Linked DNA regions of Rattus norvegicus: region 2 is linked to region 1. Evidence: chromatin contacts called from public Hi-C data. All regions are on one chromosome and are shown on one strand. The core of a region is the stretch at or near the end of the contact, and the rest is flanking DNA. Distances in the headings are between cores, read along the strand shown.

Region 1 (4,187 bases), core at 980-3,479:
ATGCAGATCTCCTGGCGAGTCTTAATTGGAGCTATGAGACAGAGAATAAATGTTGCATCTGATATTTACCATGATTCTCCCAAAGGATCCCCAGATTCCTCATCCTGACCATTCCCCTGCAGGGACAAGGACACAAGCCAAGTCATGCTGCTTGTTCTAGAGACCCACTTGGGAATTGCTGGCTTGCACATCTACATTTCTTTGTCCGTGTACCTATAGAAAAGTCACTAAGATCCGTGTAGCTCCAGTCAGTTCTCCGGAAGACTATCTTTCTAATTCTCCCATACAACAAAATCCATTCTATGAAACCCAATCCGAACATCCCCATCCGCATGTTACTTCTGTAATGCCAAGTTTGCAGCTTCCCTGGTAGGCATGGGCTACGGCTCTGGTAGTGTGTGGGGGCGATTCACTCTTTTCCTGACTCCCTTGAGAATACAGTCACATATGGACTATTTTTACCACTTTACTCCCATAATATAATCTCGGAAGCATAAAGAGGAGATGAATAAGCCTCTATGCAATACATAGAAAACTAGATAAATAGCCCGTTCTTCTTCATTATGTCCTAACAGCATTACATTGCTTTATCCCTCTCCATATCATGGCAGAACCAATAATCAATGTTTTTTTTTTAAACTACACAAGAAGGAGTAGGTAAACTCTGACTTATTTATTTTTACCACTTCCAGACAAGCATCTTACTTAAAGGAAGTGGCCAGTCATTGCCCAGTGACTCGCCTGTAGTCTGCCCTAGGCTCTTGCCTCCCTAGCTTCTGGGGGTACGTGATGACGAGCCTTCGGATAGGACTCAGATCCAGCTTTGCTTAGGTCTATAGAGATTTTATTCTCCATAAAACTACAAAAGCATTTCTGACTTCTCGGATGTTTGCTCTCAGAATGACTGATTAGTCAACATCAAAGTCTGAGGCTGCCTTTGTTACAGAAAAACGAGTCAGAGTCATAATATTTTGAAATATGTTAAACTTTATTTTTGAAATAGGTTTGTTATATTGTCATATACATTCTAAATATTGCTAGTAACTAGGGCTTTCCCAAGCAAAGGAAACCCAATTTGATCTCATGTGGGAGAAGAACTAAATGGAGTCTTTATAATGTTCTGGGAGTTGGTGTGCATGTGTGGTGTATGGATGGCTCGAACAGAACCGTTCTGATGATAAAATAATTGGGAGGAAAATCTTCTGTATAATGCAATAGAATGCTCTAGAAAGGTCTTTTCCTCAGTGGTATGAAACAATGTTACGTTTTATAATAAAAACCTCCCATACACCACAACCTGGGCTAAGCACACATGCCCTGCGAGGAACCTCTACCTTCCTCCTCCACCCCCATGCATCCCCTCGCTCTCACACTGTAGGAATCTAGGACATGGGGAATGCTCACTCACTGATTTATTAGCCGCGTACACATTGCTGTGGAATTTCTGTCTGCGTGTCATTCCTCATTGACTAAATTTTACTTAGAATTTAATGACAATTCCATGCTCTGTACCTCTTGGGATAGAGGTATTCCCAATGTCTGGTAATGAGGTTCTGGAAAGTAAAACGTGTTGTTGGAATGTATCCTCCTGGTTAATGGGTGTTTCTGATTTACGACGTGAGTATGTACCTACGATAGAGACACAGACAGGCGGCGTGCATTGCCGGTTCCCAGAGGACACGGACATCAACCGATATCAGCCGTAAAGTTGTGCACTGGTCTCTCCCCCCGGCGCTGGGATTAGCTGTGGGTGTATTGCTTCAGAACTAGTAGGGACCAGCACCTCCCGAGTGCTGGGGTTGTGCTTGTGTCTGTCTTGTAAGCTCTTCTGTGCGTCGGCTGTGAGCAGCTTCTCTGGCTGTGAACTCGCCGTCTTCCCCAGGCCTTTCATCTCACACATCATTTCTCTTTTCTGTCTGCTGTGCGTGCCACTTACTTCCTTTCCCTTGGTTCATTCTCCTTTAATGTGGGAACGTGATCTGCCTTTGTATCTCCTGAGGAATCCATGACATGATTCTGTTCACCTCAGCTTGTGGCTCTAACATATCTCTGCTGTTTGTTTGTTTGTTTGTTTGTTTGTTTGTTTGTTTCCATAATGCTCGAAGGGTCCCCTTATTCCTCTCACTGTCTTTGCCTGCTTGTCTCTGTCATCAGTTCTTGGCTCCTCCAGGCCCTAAATCACCATTTTGGTTGTCACTAACTCTCCTTTCTTGGCGCTCCTTCTGTCCCCTGAGTCACATCTACCACTGTTTGGAACCTCCTCCATTATTGTTGCTCCTTTCTTTTCCAGAGTGTTGGTTTGATGACAGGTTGGGAAAACACAGCAAGGTCTTTCATTAGCCTGATGTGCTTTGTAGTTCTCTCCCCCTCCCCCATCAGAGACCACCCAAGTGTAACCCCGAGATGGCTCCTACGCTCGACCTGCAAATGCTTTTGGTAAGGTACAGAATCAGGAGATTTCCTCAAAGCTTATTCTCTGGCTTTCTTTTTCCAAGGAGAGAGCCGGCAGATGGTACTAAGTGGTTGCTCTAGAAAGGCTTACCCGCTCTCCCTGGGTCACCCAGAGTTGGGCTGTCTGGCCTTTATTGACTCACCTGCCTGTGCTCTGCTGACTTGCCAGTATGCATCTCCTATCCTTACTGTTAGGAACCTGTTCTCTTTCCCAAGTCTTTTCTTCTCATGAGTCAGAGGGGTGGGCCGCTCTTTCCCAGCCAGGGCTTGGCTTGCAGTAGTCACAAAAAAGAAAAAAAGAAAAAAGAAAAACCAAACCCACACAATGAATTCACTCACTCTCCACTTGTTCTGAGTCTGTTCACTCGTGGCCCATGGTCTCTAGACCTGACTGAGAGGTTTCCCTGTTGAGTAGGGGACGTTTGTGTTTGGGGTGAGGAAAAGTTTACTTAGGAATAAAACTTTACAGTTCATTAAACCCAACCTCATATTACATAAGAGAAATTGGAAGCACGTAGGGAAAAGGTGACTTGCCCCGGGCGACAGACTAAGTGAATAGTAAGCTTGGGTTCTGAGTCATGACAGTAATACGGATTTGGACTGGATTTTCCAGGCTGCAGAACATGCTAGGCTATACTTATTTCTGTGTGAGGTACACAAGAATTATGCTACCCTTCCTTTATACAGCCAAGAAGACCCAAGTCGGGACAAAGTAATGACTCAGTCCGTGAGCACAGAGACCTGACCCTAGGCTAACCTGTTTTGACTTCAAGTTCAAGGCTCTTCCTGTGGTTCTCCAACAGTAGCCTTCCTAAACTTAAATTTGTTTTAGATTTTTAAACATGTGTCTTTCCTTTGTACCTACCCTTCAAAACCAGGCTGAGAAGGAGAGTTCTGATTGGTTGATTGAGTGATTGGTTGATTGATTGATTTGTGTGTGTGTGTGTGTGTGTGTGTGTGTGTGTGTGTGTGTGTATGTATGTATGTATGTATGTATGTATGTATGTATGTTCTAACAGCCGGTCCTAATAAAATTGAGGCCATTATGACAAGCTGCTCACCGACCTCCAGGTCTCCCCCTTGGGTATGCCAGTTGTTGGCAAACCCCCTTTCCCTAGCAGCTGGAATGAGGTTCGAGGCCCCTGCTGCTTATTGTCCCTCTGCTTACATGAGTGCTTCTTGTCCAGGTGATTTCTTAGTGCTGAGGGACAAGAGCTGAGTGACCAGTACACACTCATCACTGCTGAGCAAGCTGAAATGTGGCCAGGCCACACAGACGTGGCATGTGAATGCTTGACCCACCTCTGCTTCAAAGACCTGGTACCATTGAAAGCAAGATCTTGCATGTGTGTCTTGGTTTGGATTAGTTATATGTTGAAGTGATAATATTTTGTTTATATTGATCACCATAATTATCTGTAAGATTTATATTACATTTAAGTTGCCCAGTGCTAGCCCAGAGGCAGACCTCCCTTCCCTTGATAATTCTACGAGACTTTTTTTTTTTAATTCATCACAAACATTGTAGAGACTTAAATGGAGTCCTAGCTTAGCAGATGTCCCCTTTCAATGTAATAGAATTCACAGTTGCTCAGTCTCTCATGTATCGGCCTTGTATTGTAAATGAAAGTTGAGTTTGGTTTTAATGTCTGGTCAACCAAAGCCCAAAAACTTGTTACCCAAACTGAGGAGAGAAAGATAAAAAACTAACAGGGGATCTGAATTCTGTAGTTATT
Region 2 (4,187 bases), core at 924-3,423, 120 kb before region 1:
CTATGAGCTCTAGGCCAGCCAGGGCTACACAATGAGACTTTGTGTAAACAACAAACAAAAAGCCAAGCAGTAGAAGAAATAAACTTGGTTGTTAGTCCATGCACTTTGGGAAGGTGATTGATTTCCAGGGGCTTTGATCTGATCAATTAATGTATGGATCTCTTCGAGGATTCATATGATGGTGTTATTGGGAGGAGGTGCAAAGGAAGGTGGGGCCAAGACATTGTCAGTGGGAGTTTATCCTTGGGGGCTATCACTTGGCCTGGTTCCTTCCTTCTTGGGTTCTCTTTCAGCTTCCTGTCTGTCTTAAGGTGAACACTCCTCCACAATGATATCTTGTCCACAGTGATATCTTGTGCTAGTACACAGGGCAAAGTTTTCATCAAAACTGCGAACTGAAACACTCCCTCCCCCATTGTTTCTGTCTGTCTTTTGGTCACTGCTTTGCAAGAGTAAGCAACACAACACGAGATTAATTATGCGATTAAGTCCACCCTCTCCCTTTTTTAGAGGAAAGAAACAGGACTTGGAATCGGAGAGCTGGACTTGAGTCTTCCACTGTGATGTAGGGAAGTTACCTAGGTTGATCTTCAGTCTTAATAACCCCCCAAATAGGTCTGTTTTCTGACTCTGATTTTCCACTGTACCTAACCTCCATTTCCAGTTTCGGCAGCCAGTCACTTTCAGAGTGCTGTTTGTAGATAATCTCTTTTTCTCCTCATTCTCTCATCCAATCTTTCCCTGTCTTTTTCAGCAAATATGAACACATACTTGTTCCCCTTCTAGCAGGAAAGGAAGTGGGCAATTATTTTTGGTATTCATATAGTATAAGTCTCAGCCTATTAGTCTCTTTAGAACAAAGCTGGGACGCATGACATAAAGGGCTGTTGTGAGAATGGAATTAATATGTTTAAGTCTTTAGCACGGTGCCTGGCTTAAAGTGACTGATAATTGTTACTTGCTATAATTTTTTTTCTTAACTTGAATGATCCTCATTTATCTCAAATGATATAGCAGTGGCTCTAGTGGAGACAAAAGAACTGATAACCTGATATTCCTTTTCAAATTGTCAGCTTGGTTGGTGGCCTGGCAGGAATTTCATACGCAATCTCTCTCGAAGTAACTTTTGGTAAACTGACAGTAAGTATAAACGAAATCATACTCTTTGACAACATTTAACTCGTCTCTGAAAAAAGTTTGACAAACAAGCTTACACACACACACACACACACACACACACACACACACACACACACACACTCTTGGACACCCGTTTTTGCAAGCCCGCACTTCAGAGTACACAGGTGTGTGCCCCGGGCAACAGAAAAAGATTACAGAGATGTTGATGATGGCTGCCTCCAAGGCGCAGATAAAAGAGGTACCTCCTAGCCAGCTTCAAGGCGCCGGCCCACCTGGGTCAGACTTTGAATACACCCCATTTTAGACAGGTAGGAAGAGTCTCCCCAAGACGGGCGTTAATTTTTCTAATTTTTTTTTCTTTCTCATTTTGAAATTCTCCAAACTTGCTTGGATTTGCACCCCTTGGCTGCTGCAGATGTGGGGTGGATTGTTGGGTGGAGTAGGCGGGCCCCGAGATCCATAGGTGGTCAGTATCCCCGATCCCAGAACTACGGGGTCCCACTTCTCTTTCTCTGCAATCACCCAGGGAGTGTGCACGCCCAGCAAAGCGCGATCGGTTCCCGGCAGGGCCACTCCCATCCCTGGCCACCGTGAAGAGTCAGTCTCCAGGCACCGGCCAGGCGGAGCCGGAGGCCGGCAGGGCGCCCTTGTCCCAGCCTCTTCCTGGTCCCTCGGCGCCACTCCCACCGCCCTCCTCCCGGGGAGCTCCATTCGCTCCGGGCGCGCGTCCTCCCGGTGAAGGCGTGGGTCCCGGAGCCTCCCTCCCCGTTGGTGCGTCCCCGAGGCCGCCGCCCGCTGTGGGGCTCCGGCGCGGGTCCCCGAGCGGCGGGCGGCGCTGTGGTGCGTCCCTCCAGTCCCCGGGCGCCTACTGCGCGCGGCCTCCGCCTCCTCCTCCTCCTCCTCCCCGCGGCGTCGCGTTCCCCCGCCCTCCTCGCTGGGCGGGTGGGAGGCGGCGGCGGTGGCGTGCTGTGCGAGCGCGCGCGAGGGGGGCGGCCGTGAGGAGGCTCCGGGTGCCACCGCGGCGGCCGAGCCACACGGGCAGCGGGCTCGGCGGGGCTGCATCTGCCAGCGCTGCGGGGCCGCGAACAAAGGCGAGCAGCGGAGGCGCGAGGTAGGGCGTGCGGCGAGTGGGGGACGCAGGGCGCGGAGTGGTGGCGGGTGGTCGCCGCATCCTGGTTGTGCGCGCGGGCTGGTCCCTGCGCTTCCCCTTTGGGTCTCCCGGACCTGCTGGGAACGAGCCCCGCGGCCTCTCTCGCCTCTTCCGAAGCTGCCGGGTCTCGGGGCCGCGCTCTTCCCGGACGCAACCGGGTCCCCCTGCCTCCGGGGTGGCAGTCTCCGGGGACTGTCGCTGAGCTCATCCCCGCGGGGTCGCTAGTCTGCTTCCCGCCGCACTCCGCGGCGCTGACTTTCGCCAACTTAAGGCTGCATCTTTATTTTTCTTTAAGTCCTTGAAAACTTCCAACGATCGGTGTTGGGCAATTTTTTGTCCTGGATTTGACCTAAAGGGAGGTTGAGAGGAGGCAATTGGGTGAGATCCCTAGTTCCGGAGCTACCCGGCCGCAGCCTCCGCTCCCAGGGTCAGCTCTGTCCCCGGCTGGCGACACCTGGTTCTGGGGTGTGTCTCTGGCAAGCGCCATGCTACGGGGTTGGGGACTACCTGTGCCCCACCGTGGGAAGAGGGGCGCATCCTGGCTCTCCCCAGAACTGACTAGCTAGGAACAGCTGTTAATGTAGCCTCCAAATCCTTTCACCCTCTTCTCCTCCTAGGCATCCACATTTAAACATTGATTGGGGTGATGGTGGTGATGGGGGACAGCGACGCACCAACTGGCTTCAAATACTCTTTCTCCCACCTCCTGAAGGGGCCCGCTTTTAACCCCCCGGATTGTACCCAGAGTTTTCAGCCTAGCATTCCATCGTCGAATTCTTGGTGACCATTTTGCTAGATTTTTTTCTGAATGGGATTAGGACAAGCCGTTCAGAAATCTGTTTCAGAGTTTGTCAACCATGCCGGAAAGGGTGATAATTTTTAGCTATTTTCAAGCAGGTCTTGGTTATATCTTTTAGAATTGCCAACCATCAGCTCTGTTTTTTTGTTTTTTTGTTTTTTTTGTTTTTGTTTTTGTTTTTGTTTTTTTTAAATTGGGGAAGGCGTTGGATAAGATTAAGCTGTTCTGTTCTCAGACGGGGAAGAAACATTTGTATCACCCAAGGCAAGGCTTCCTAAATGATAACGGTAGTTTCAAATTTGGGAAGGTCGTTGGATTTAAAAGTATTATTTTACACAGAGGAAACTTTCAGTCGATTTTGCTTAGGTTCTCCAATAAGTTGAAGACTTCATTAGGCAGCCAATATCAGTCCTTTATTGCTTTTTCATAAATCCTGTTTATTGCTTGCTAGTTCTTTCTGCCCAGTGAGGTTCTAGATATCTTCAGGGATTAATGGGAATCATTTAAGAAGCCTGTTTTGTTTTTAATTGTTGACTTTGGAGCTCAGAAAACACATTCCAACGCCAAGCTGGACTATGCAGAGGAAGCACTTTTGTGTACTTTTTGGTTCTTGGCTCCACTGTGAACTTTTCCCCCAGATAACAACAGTCATTTTTCTCTTTCCTCCCTTCTCTCCCCATAACTCCAGAGCAAAGTCTGAAATGGATGTTACATGAATCACTTTAAGGGCTGCGCACGACTATGAACGTTCTGAGGCCGTTTTCTCACTAAAGTAGCTCAAGATGGATGAGTCTGCCTTGTTGGACCTTCTGGAGTGCCCTGTGTGTCTAGAACGCTTGGATGCTTCCGCAAAGGTCTTACCCTGCCAGCACACGTTTTGCAAACGATGTTTGCTGGGGATTGTGGGTTCCCGGAATGAACTCAGATGTCCCGAATGCCGGACTCTTGTTGGCTCTGGGGTTGACGAGCTCCCCAGTAACATCCTACTGGTCAGACTTCTGGATGGCATCAAGCAGAGGCCTTGGAAACCCGGCCCTGGTGGGGGCGGCTCGACCACCTGCACAAATGTATTAAGGGCGCAGGGCAGCACTGTGGTTA

The links. A called contact is a pair of places that touch in the nucleus more often than the background predicts.
Region 2: a contact with region 1 is called in a Hi-C map of the Rat2 cell line, with 2.7 times the contacts expected there. The contact joins the promoter of Sh3rf1 here to the enhancer-like site in region 1. A contact is called at or near these places in 4 of 12 Hi-C or Micro-C datasets (the A7r5 cell line, the Rat2 cell line, hepatocytes and 1 more).

The regions. Positions count from the first base shown.
Region 1 is chr16:33,793,288-33,797,474 of GRCr8, reverse strand. The region is part of intron 4 of Sh3rf1 (SH3 domain containing ring finger 1); the gene reads left to right. Among named protein-coding and RNA genes, the nearest start is that of Sh3rf1, 120 kb to the left of the region's middle. Within about 2 kb of position 2,229, at least 7 of the 93 cell types and tissues checked have an H3K27ac peak or open chromatin away from gene starts, as enhancers often do. A contact at or near this core is called in the A7r5 cell line, where this site is marked.
Region 2 is chr16:33,910,113-33,914,299 of GRCr8, reverse strand. It overlaps Sh3rf1 (SH3 domain containing ring finger 1), which reads left to right and starts at 2,173. Exons shown (of 12, transcript NM_198764.2): 1 at 2,173-2,251; 2 at 3,778-4,187. The coding sequence starts at 3,872.